Regions from separate parts of the Sus scrofa genome. Here region 2 is linked to region 1. A link is a contact called in public Hi-C data. All regions are on one chromosome and are shown on one strand. Each heading gives the region's core, a stretch centred on a gene start, on an enhancer-like site or on the middle of the called end of the contact. The rest is flanking DNA. Distances are from core to core; before and after follow the strand shown.

The links. A called contact is a pair of places that touch in the nucleus more often than the background predicts.
Region 2: a contact with region 1 is called in a Hi-C map of fibroblasts, with 2.2 times the contacts expected there. The contact joins the promoter of PSMD1 here to the enhancer-like site in region 1. A contact is called at or near these places in 2 of 5 promoter capture datasets (fetal liver and liver) and 10 of 47 Hi-C or Micro-C datasets (embryonic fibroblasts, fibroblasts, liver and 3 more).

The regions. Positions count from the first base shown.
Region 1 is chr15:131,756,472-131,760,626 of Sscrofa11.1, reverse strand. It overlaps a transcript of SPATA3 not described here. Among named protein-coding and RNA genes, the nearest start is that of SPATA3, 15 kb to the right of the region's middle. Within about 2 kb of position 2,231, at least 9 of the 83 cell types and tissues checked have an H3K27ac peak or open chromatin away from gene starts, as enhancers often do. A contact at or near this core is called in embryonic fibroblasts, where this site is marked.
Region 2 is chr15:131,805,307-131,809,376 of Sscrofa11.1, reverse strand. It overlaps PSMD1 (26S proteasome non-ATPase regulatory subunit 1), which reads right to left and starts at 1,783. Exons shown (of 25, transcript XM_001925902.7): 1 at 1,597-1,783. The coding sequence starts at 1,612. It also overlaps the pseudogene LOC110257098.

The sequences.
Region 1 (4,155 bases), core at 982-3,481:
CAGAGAAGGTTCCTGTCAAACCAGGGTTCCTCTTCCCCATCTCCCAGCACCTGTTTAGGAAAGGAAGTCCTGGGATTGAGAGGTGATGGGTGGGCTCTGGGATGCCTGGCATCCCCCTCTCCCTGCCCCGTCCCACCTGGGCTCTTGCAGGCAGAGCAGCTCCCTGCCTCCCCAAGGGCTGTCCTGCTGGCTCCGAGTCTCATGGGCTCTTAGAGGCGAGCAGGTCACCTGCTCACTGGAGGTCAGGGTTGTCCTCAGCCCCCTACTTCCACCCCCACCATCCCCTTCAGTGCATTCTGGACTCCCAGCCTCCAGCACGTGCATTTCTTTGGGACTTGCCCTCTGGGGACAAAAGGGGGGGGGGAATGAACCACCTCCTCCCAGCAGCCCTTGACTGATGCTGTATAATCACCCAGCTTCCCCTCCCTGGGTGGTGATGGGGGGACAACTGAGGTATGTGCTCAGTTTCCTGGTGCTGCCCCAGCGGGATGCGGCTTCATTCACCCCCAGTGACCACTGCCCCTGTACCGATGGCTCTCCCGTGTCACACCTGTCTCCCCTACTGGTGTTTCTTGGGAGCACCTTGAACTAAGACCTCCGTCTTCAGCTGCTCAGGGCTAGATGTTCAAACCCACCAGGCACTGCCTGGGTACAGCTAAGTCCCGGGATGGGCCACCAGGCTGCCAGCCATGCCTTGGCCAGCCCTGTGGCTCCCCCATCACAGGTGAAGCTAAATGAAGCCAGTTCCTGGAGCCAGAGCGTGCCCTGGGCCTGGGGGCCCCTGTTCCCCAAGGTGCAGGCCTGAAAGGAGGCAGGGTGTCCCTCGCACTCCCACAAATAGGGATTACCGCCGGGCAGAAGTGCGATTGACAAGTTAGGTCAATTCCTGCATTTAGAATGGGGGAATCTTTTGTTCTCTGAGTGTGTGCCGAGAAAGTTGCCCTCCTTAGGTCTGCAGCCCCCAAGAGGGATCCCGCCCTGGCTTACTTGGGGCTCACAAAGTCACCAAGGCTGCCACATTTACCTCCCTACCCACTCGTGTGTGTGTATGTGTGTGTGTGTGTGTGTACTTTTTTCTTTTTACTGTTGCACCTGCAGCATACGGAAATTACCAAGCTAGAGGTCAAATGAGAACTGAGGCCCACACCACAGCCACAGCCACACTGGATCCTTCTGAGCTGAAATCTGTGACCTACGCCACAGCTTGGAGCAACACTGGATCTTTAGCCCACGGAATGAGGCCAGGGATCGAACCTGAATCATCCCAGAGACAATGTCGGGTCCTTAACCCGCTGAGCCACAACGGGAACTCCATCAACCTTTGTATCTTTGGGTAAATTACGCTAAATAAACAGAGTTCTTTGTTTGTTTGTTTGTTTTTGTTCTATTTTGGTGACAAGAGAGATCCTGGATGGAAAACTGGATCTGGAAAGAAAAAGAGGACAGAGCCATGAGCTTAGACAATACTCCAGGATCCTGGAATTCTGGTGCTTTTCCAGTTTTATAATCTCAGAGGTGGTGGTTTAGCAGCTGAGATCCTCCTGTGGAAAAATAAATTATTTAGGATTCAAATTTCTTCCATTCATCATGGGCACTCTTCCTTTTATCCAAACACAGACTCACAGAGGCTTTGTTTTTTCCCTTCAGGCTGTAACGAGCTTATGCCAAGTGCCTGGCATGAACTGGGCAGCGTCAATGTTGGCGTCTTCTCTTTCCTCTTCCTTTCCCCAGGGTCCCCGGCAGCTAAGATAGAGCCTCGCTCCCCCAAAGCTAGGCTGCAGTGGTGAGTTTTACCACATTCCATGCCCACAAGGAGAGGGGAAGCAGCCCCTTTAGTTTATTTTTTATTTTTATTGTTTCAATGATTTTTATTTTTCCCATTATTTTATTCTTTAAATTAATTTATTTTTGGCTGTGCCCACAGCATGTGAAAGTTCCGGGGTCAGGGATCGAACCCATGCCATAGCAGCAACCCAAGCCACTGCAGCGACAAGGCTGGATCTTTAACCCGCTGTGCCACAAGGAACTCCAGCAGTCCCTTGAGGTTGGTGCCACATCACTCACTGGTGGGATACAGAGAGAGGGACTCACCAAGCTTTCAGAAAGAAAATTCTAGAAATGCTTTTCCCTAGAGAGGAGGCTTTACCATTGTTATCAGATGGTTCTACATGTTCTGGACTGAGAGGGACACCAAACAGTCCATTTCCCTTCTAGAAGTCTAAAAGCAGAGCCTACAACACTCAGGATGACTCAGCAAACCCCCATGACTCATCGCTGCTCGGTGGGCCCTATGGGTGGCTCTCAGTGGCTAAAGCACTAAAGCCAGAGAGGGCTCCAGGCCAACTTTGAAGCTCATCCTGCACTGGCTACCGTATCACCTTCTTGAAACACTCGCCCCTGTTGTAGGGGTGCTGTGGGCTGCTCCCCCAAATCTACTCTCATGTCTTCCTTCCTTGGCAGAAGCCCCATTTTTGGCTTTGATGCTCCCCTCCCTGTACATAGTTTGTCCTGGAGGGAGATGGGGGCCCCAGTCCCCGGGGCAGAGCGTGGGTGTGGATCTAGATTGGTCTAATCCAGTCATGATAATTCACCCCTGTGTGCTATTCGTTTGCTTAAGAAGGGGCATGAGACCCAATTCAGGGGTGTGTCACCCCCATGAGGGGGCAAGAATACCAGGGAGGGGATCCTGGGAAAAGTTCCTTAACTCAAGAAGAGACGCAGGGAGCAGGGGGCCTTTTCCTTGCTTCTGGCTGTCAGGGTGTTGAAGTTCTAACTCTGGGAGCCCCTCCAGCCGGCTGCCGGGAGGGGAGTTCTCATGCCCTCTGCTGAGGGTGTCAGCGCAGGAAGCTGGAAAAGTCCTCGGGTCTCTGAGGACACTGGAGTTAAGGAGCCCTGACACTTTCCAACTGTTCTGCTGTTTGTGTTGAGATAATCTCCTCATTATCATTTTGAATTAGGTTTTCAGAAATTTGCAGCACCAAGAAATCTAACTCGCAACCCACTTACACATCAAGTCTAAAAAATGCCTTGTGGCATTTGGAAACCTACCCATTCAGTTTTTCATTTTACAACTGAATTGAAAAGAGAGCTATTAGAGCGATGCCTGCCGTTGGTAGAAGAGGTCCCACTTTACAAACTGTGAGTTTGTAGTGAGTAGGTGAGTTTCTTTCAACTGGCGAACTAAGGAATTTTCCCCTAGAAGCAGTGAAAACATTTTACACTTGAAAGAGTCTGCATTGGGGTCGGGGGGTGGGGGGTGGGGTGGGGGGGTGTTGGGGGCGGGGCTGAGAACACAGGACATCTGGAAGGGGGAGCTCAGGGAGCTCTTGGGTCAGCCCATCCAGAAAGAGGCCCTGGAGCTGTGAACCTGGGTGCTGGTTCAGGGTCCTCCCTCTGTTCACTTTACAAATGCAGGTGGGCTGGAGTTCCTGTCGTGGCTCAGTGGTAACGAACCTGACCAGTATCCAAGGGGCCATGGGTTCGATCCCTGGTCTCTCTCAGTGGGTTAAGGATCTGGTGTTGCCGTGAGCTGCTGTGTAGGTGGCAGATGTGGCTAGGATGTGGTGTGGCTGTGGGGTAGGCTGACAGCTGTAGCTCCGATTGGACCCATAGCCTAGGAACTTCCATGTGCATAGGTGCAGCCCAAAAAAGACATAAAAGGGGGAGGGGGCCTGGTGCCAGAATGGGGTGCCCACCTTCAGCAGGGGAGGGGAGGACAAGCAGAAAGGAAGCATCTAGATGGTTATGATCAGAGGTCACAGCCCAGCTCACCGGCCCCTCACCGAGATACAGCTCTGTGGCCTTTTCCTACCTGTGGATACGCGTTGACCTGAGCCTACCTCTTTTCCTTACCTCTGGAAACTTACTGGGATCCTGTGTCCTCGCCCAGACCGGGAAGAGACCCAGAGCAGGTGTCTTCTCTGCAGGCACCTTCCTTCACCATCAGACTTAGCACTGGCTTCAGCTCCCGGCCCTCTGCTCTGTCCATATCTCCCTACGTCAGCTACTGCTAATGACTCATCTGTTTCCAGCTAAGAGCCGGCCTTTCCTTGAGCTCTCTGTGAAATCTCTCTATTTGACGTCCCCACTTGTCTTCCAGCATCTCAAAATCAACACTGGGACTCTGGATTTTCTCTCCCCTCCTGCACTTTGATG
Region 2 (4,070 bases), core at 534-3,033, 49 kb before region 1:
AGAAGCAGCATGTTTTAACAGAATGATCAGAAAAGAAAGACTAACACTTGTGCTGAAACCAGTGATTGGGAAACTAAGAGAAAACTTGAAAAGGAGTCTAAAAAGTGCAGGAGGAATGGGCAAGGGTCCTGAAGTGGGACAGAAACTGACTTAAGGAAGAGAAAGGCCAGTATGACCAGAGCACAGGGAGGAAAAGAGCAGTACAAGACAAGGTAGGAATCAGATCATGTAAGTTTTCAGTTAACAATCTGGATATTTTATTATAAGCACAATGAAAAGCACTGAAGAACTGTAAAGGATATTATGTGATCAAGGTTTTAAAAAGAATACTCAAGAAGAATGGACTGTATAGAGGTAATGGTGGAAAACAAAATCTCCAGGCTGTCAAAGCGACCCAGGCAAGAGATGAAGGCGGGAGGGGCTAAGATGATGAATCTGAAAAACAATGAGGCCTCCATTTACAGGTGGCAGGAAATTTAGTGCTTATTTTATCTTTAGAGAGCTCTGATGGGGAAAAGCCTTTCCCAATGTTGTACTACAATTCATCTCCCAATCATATGTACCCCTTGGGGGAAAAAGTCTACTTCCATGTACAAGTGACAGCTCCTCAGGTCTTTAAAAGTAACGATCCTGTCTCCCACTGTTGCCACCAACTTTTTTAAGCAAGCCTTATAAACACATGGTTAACTGCCGTCTGACTAGTTTGTTTACAACAAAACACTTGTGGGACATGAAGACAGCAAATCAGGACCAGAAAAGCGCATGTGAGCAAGAGAGGAAAAAGGCCCCAGAGGCTGTGGACAGCTACGTGCAAAGCGATCCCTAGTGGGGGCTCACACTTCACCCCAAACTTGACCCCTGTAACATCCCATTGCAAACGTCATTCCACGAATCTACCCACACAATGGTTGAGTGTAGGGCACCTGCTCCGCCCGCCCAGGAGCTCTTTCTTCGTCCAAGCAGAACATTCACTGATCATGGAGCCTCAAAACCAGAGGCTGATTCTCAGTATAATAACCGTCTTCAGGATGCGGTCCTCAACGAACACAAAAGTTCCCTAAGTGCTTTAACTAAATATCCTTGGAACAGACCTGGAAATGACCCGTCTCACACCTGACTTAATTTAGATTTCACTCTAAGGAGAACGGAGCTGGGTCAGACCGGGAAGCACTTAGGTAGCCAGAGGCTACCTTACTGTCCCGCAAAGGGGGCCCACCCCATCCTAACCACCTGTAAGGAAGGGCTGGCATCGGACGGCCCCGCACGGCCAACCTCGGGAGGGATGGAGTTTAGGAAAAACCCGTCAGGGTGGGAGAAGGGTCCAGGGCGCCCCTCGGGTCCGAGCACGGGGGTGTGGCTGCGGAGGAGGGATGACGAGGCGGTCAACCCAGCGCGAGTCCCCCGAACCGGACGAGGTCCCGGGGCCCACAGAGAGGCCGGGCCACACTGCCAGCCCCCGGCCCGGGGGTGGGCCTCGGGCGGCGGGCGGCCGCGCGGCCGGCGCTCCGCCGGGAGGTGCCCAGTCACCGGCCCTGACTCAGCTAAAAGCCGGCGTGGCGCCTCCTTCCTTTCGGCGCCGGCTGCGGCCGCACTCACCGGCTGAGGTGATCATGGCTGCGCCCCGCACTCGCCCGCCCGCTCGCTCGCTCGCCGCCCCGGCCGCGCCGTGTATATGTCAGCTCAGGACCCGCTCGCTCCGCCGCGTCTCCTGGCTGCCCCGGTGCCCCGCTCAGTCAGTCACCTCCTCAGGCCGCCGGCTCGCTTCTCACCCAGGACCCCGCCCGCCCCGGGGCTGCCCTCTGTCCCGCCTGCCGCCCGGCGCCGACTCTCCCCCGGCCTGTGTCTTCCGTGCCGCCACCGCCGCCCAGCGGAAGAATGCACGGAGAGCTCCGTGGTCTTCTCCAACCCTCCTCGGGGCCAGCGGCCCCGCGGGGGTGGGAACACCCGTCCGCACTTGGGGTCAGGCTCCAGAATAGCCACCCCTAGAAAAAGGACCCCACCATCACCCGCCATTGCTGAGAAAAAAAGGTGTTGAGGGGAGGTGCTTGCGGTGTTCGCAGCGCCACCTGCTGCTTGGGAAGTCTCCTTGCAGCGCCCCCGTGCCAGAGCCAAACCTTTGGTCCGGGTCCGGGCCGGGGCGGGTTCGTGATTGAGCAAAGAGCGTTTTCCTACAACAATGATTTTTCAATTTTTTTAAAAAAAAGCAGAGCCCAGCTTCAGAAGAATCCTCACAGAAATACTTTACTATCATATCATAATGCATCCCTAAGTAATCACTGGTTTATGATAAAGTTGAACAGTGGCTTTTACTTACATTTGAAAGAATACCGCACATGGCTTAAAAATCAGAAGTATAAAAAGATATACAGTGAAAAGTGTTCAAAGAAAAAAAAGTTTTCTTTTTTTTTTTTTTTTTTTTTTTTTTTTTTTTTTTTTTTTGTCTTTTTTGTTGTTGTTGTTGTTGCGATTTCTTGGGCCGCTCCCGCGGCATATGGAGGTTCCCAGACTAGGGGTCGAATTGGAGCTGTAGCCACCAGCCTACGCCAGAGCCACAGCAACGCAGGATCCGAGCCGCGTCTGCAACCTACACCACAGCTCACAGCAACGCCGGATCATTAACCCACTGAGCAAGGGCAGGGACCGAACCCGCAACCTCATGGTTCCTAGTCGGATTCGTTAACCACTGCGCCACGACGGGAACTCCGAAAAAAAAGTTTTCTTGTCTTCCATCTGCTCAGTTCCTCTCTCCCTCCACAGCAACAGGTTCCTGTTTTTTTTTATTACATCTAATGTGAAATGGCAGTTGTGATCGCCATCTGCACACTTCTAACAGCTTCAATACACAATTTACTTCAGTAGTTCGGAGTAGTCTTGACAAAGATTAGCGACAAATGGTGGCTTTTTTTTCTTTTTTTTTTTTTTTTTTTTTTTTTTTTTTGCCATTTCTTGGGCCGCTCCTGCAGCATATGGAGGTTCCCAGGCTAAGGGTCTAATCAGAGCTGTAGCCGCCAGCCTACAACTCAGGATCCAAGCCACAGCTCATGGCAACACCAGATCCTTAACCCACTGAGCAAGGCCAGGGATCGAACCCACAACCTCATGGTTCCTAGTCGGATTCGTTAACCACTGAGCCACGCCAGGAACTCCCAAATGGTGGCATTTTTAAGCCACTAGACTTGTACTCTCAAGCTACCGTTCAATTGAATAGTGATTATTAAACCTTATTTCTGGGGCCTTCTCAAAACAATGTAACCTAGTGACACAAGCCAATGATTTGCTGTTGAAATAAAACGTGGTTGATAATCCATGTGAGTTTATGTATGAATTTTTTTTTAATGGTGGCAGGTGGTTTCTTAAGCTGTACAGGCACTGGGGCTTGCCCGTGGTGCTCTTAATGTGCAAAGCCTGGACATGCTGCCAGTTTTTCTTGAGCAATGACACCAGGACGTTGACAGCTCAGTGGAGGCTGTACACAAGCTCACCCTCTGTCATCTTCACGCGGCCAACAGCCACTGCCAGACACAGCACTTTCTTCATCTGGAACTGGATCGTGGACTCCACTTCATCAACTTTGGCCACTGTATTCTCATTGTAGGTCAGCAAGGAAGGGAACTTGCCAGACTTATTCAGCCGTGAGCCTAGGATCTGTGGGATCTGCTTGATCGGAGACTCTGAAGCCCAAAAGGCATTGTGCTTCTTTTTTTTTTTTTTTTTTTTTTTTTTCCTTTGTCTTTTTGTCTTTTCTAGGGCCGCTCCCACGGCATATGGAGGCTCCCAGGCTAGGGGTCGAATCGGAGCTGTAGCCACTGGCCTATGCCAGAGCCACAGCAACACGAGATCCCAGCTGCATCTGCAACCTACACCACAGCTCACTGCAACGCCAGATCCTTAACCCACTGAGCAAGGCCAGGGATGGAACCCGCAACCTCATGGTTCCTAGTCGGACTCGTTAACCACTGCGCCACAACGGGAACTCCAAGGCGCTGTACTTCTCGGCCAGCTTCTTCACCAGTTTCTTATTCTTGTTGAGTTTCTTCAGTGCCTCAGTGTCCGTGTGTGGGAATTCCACA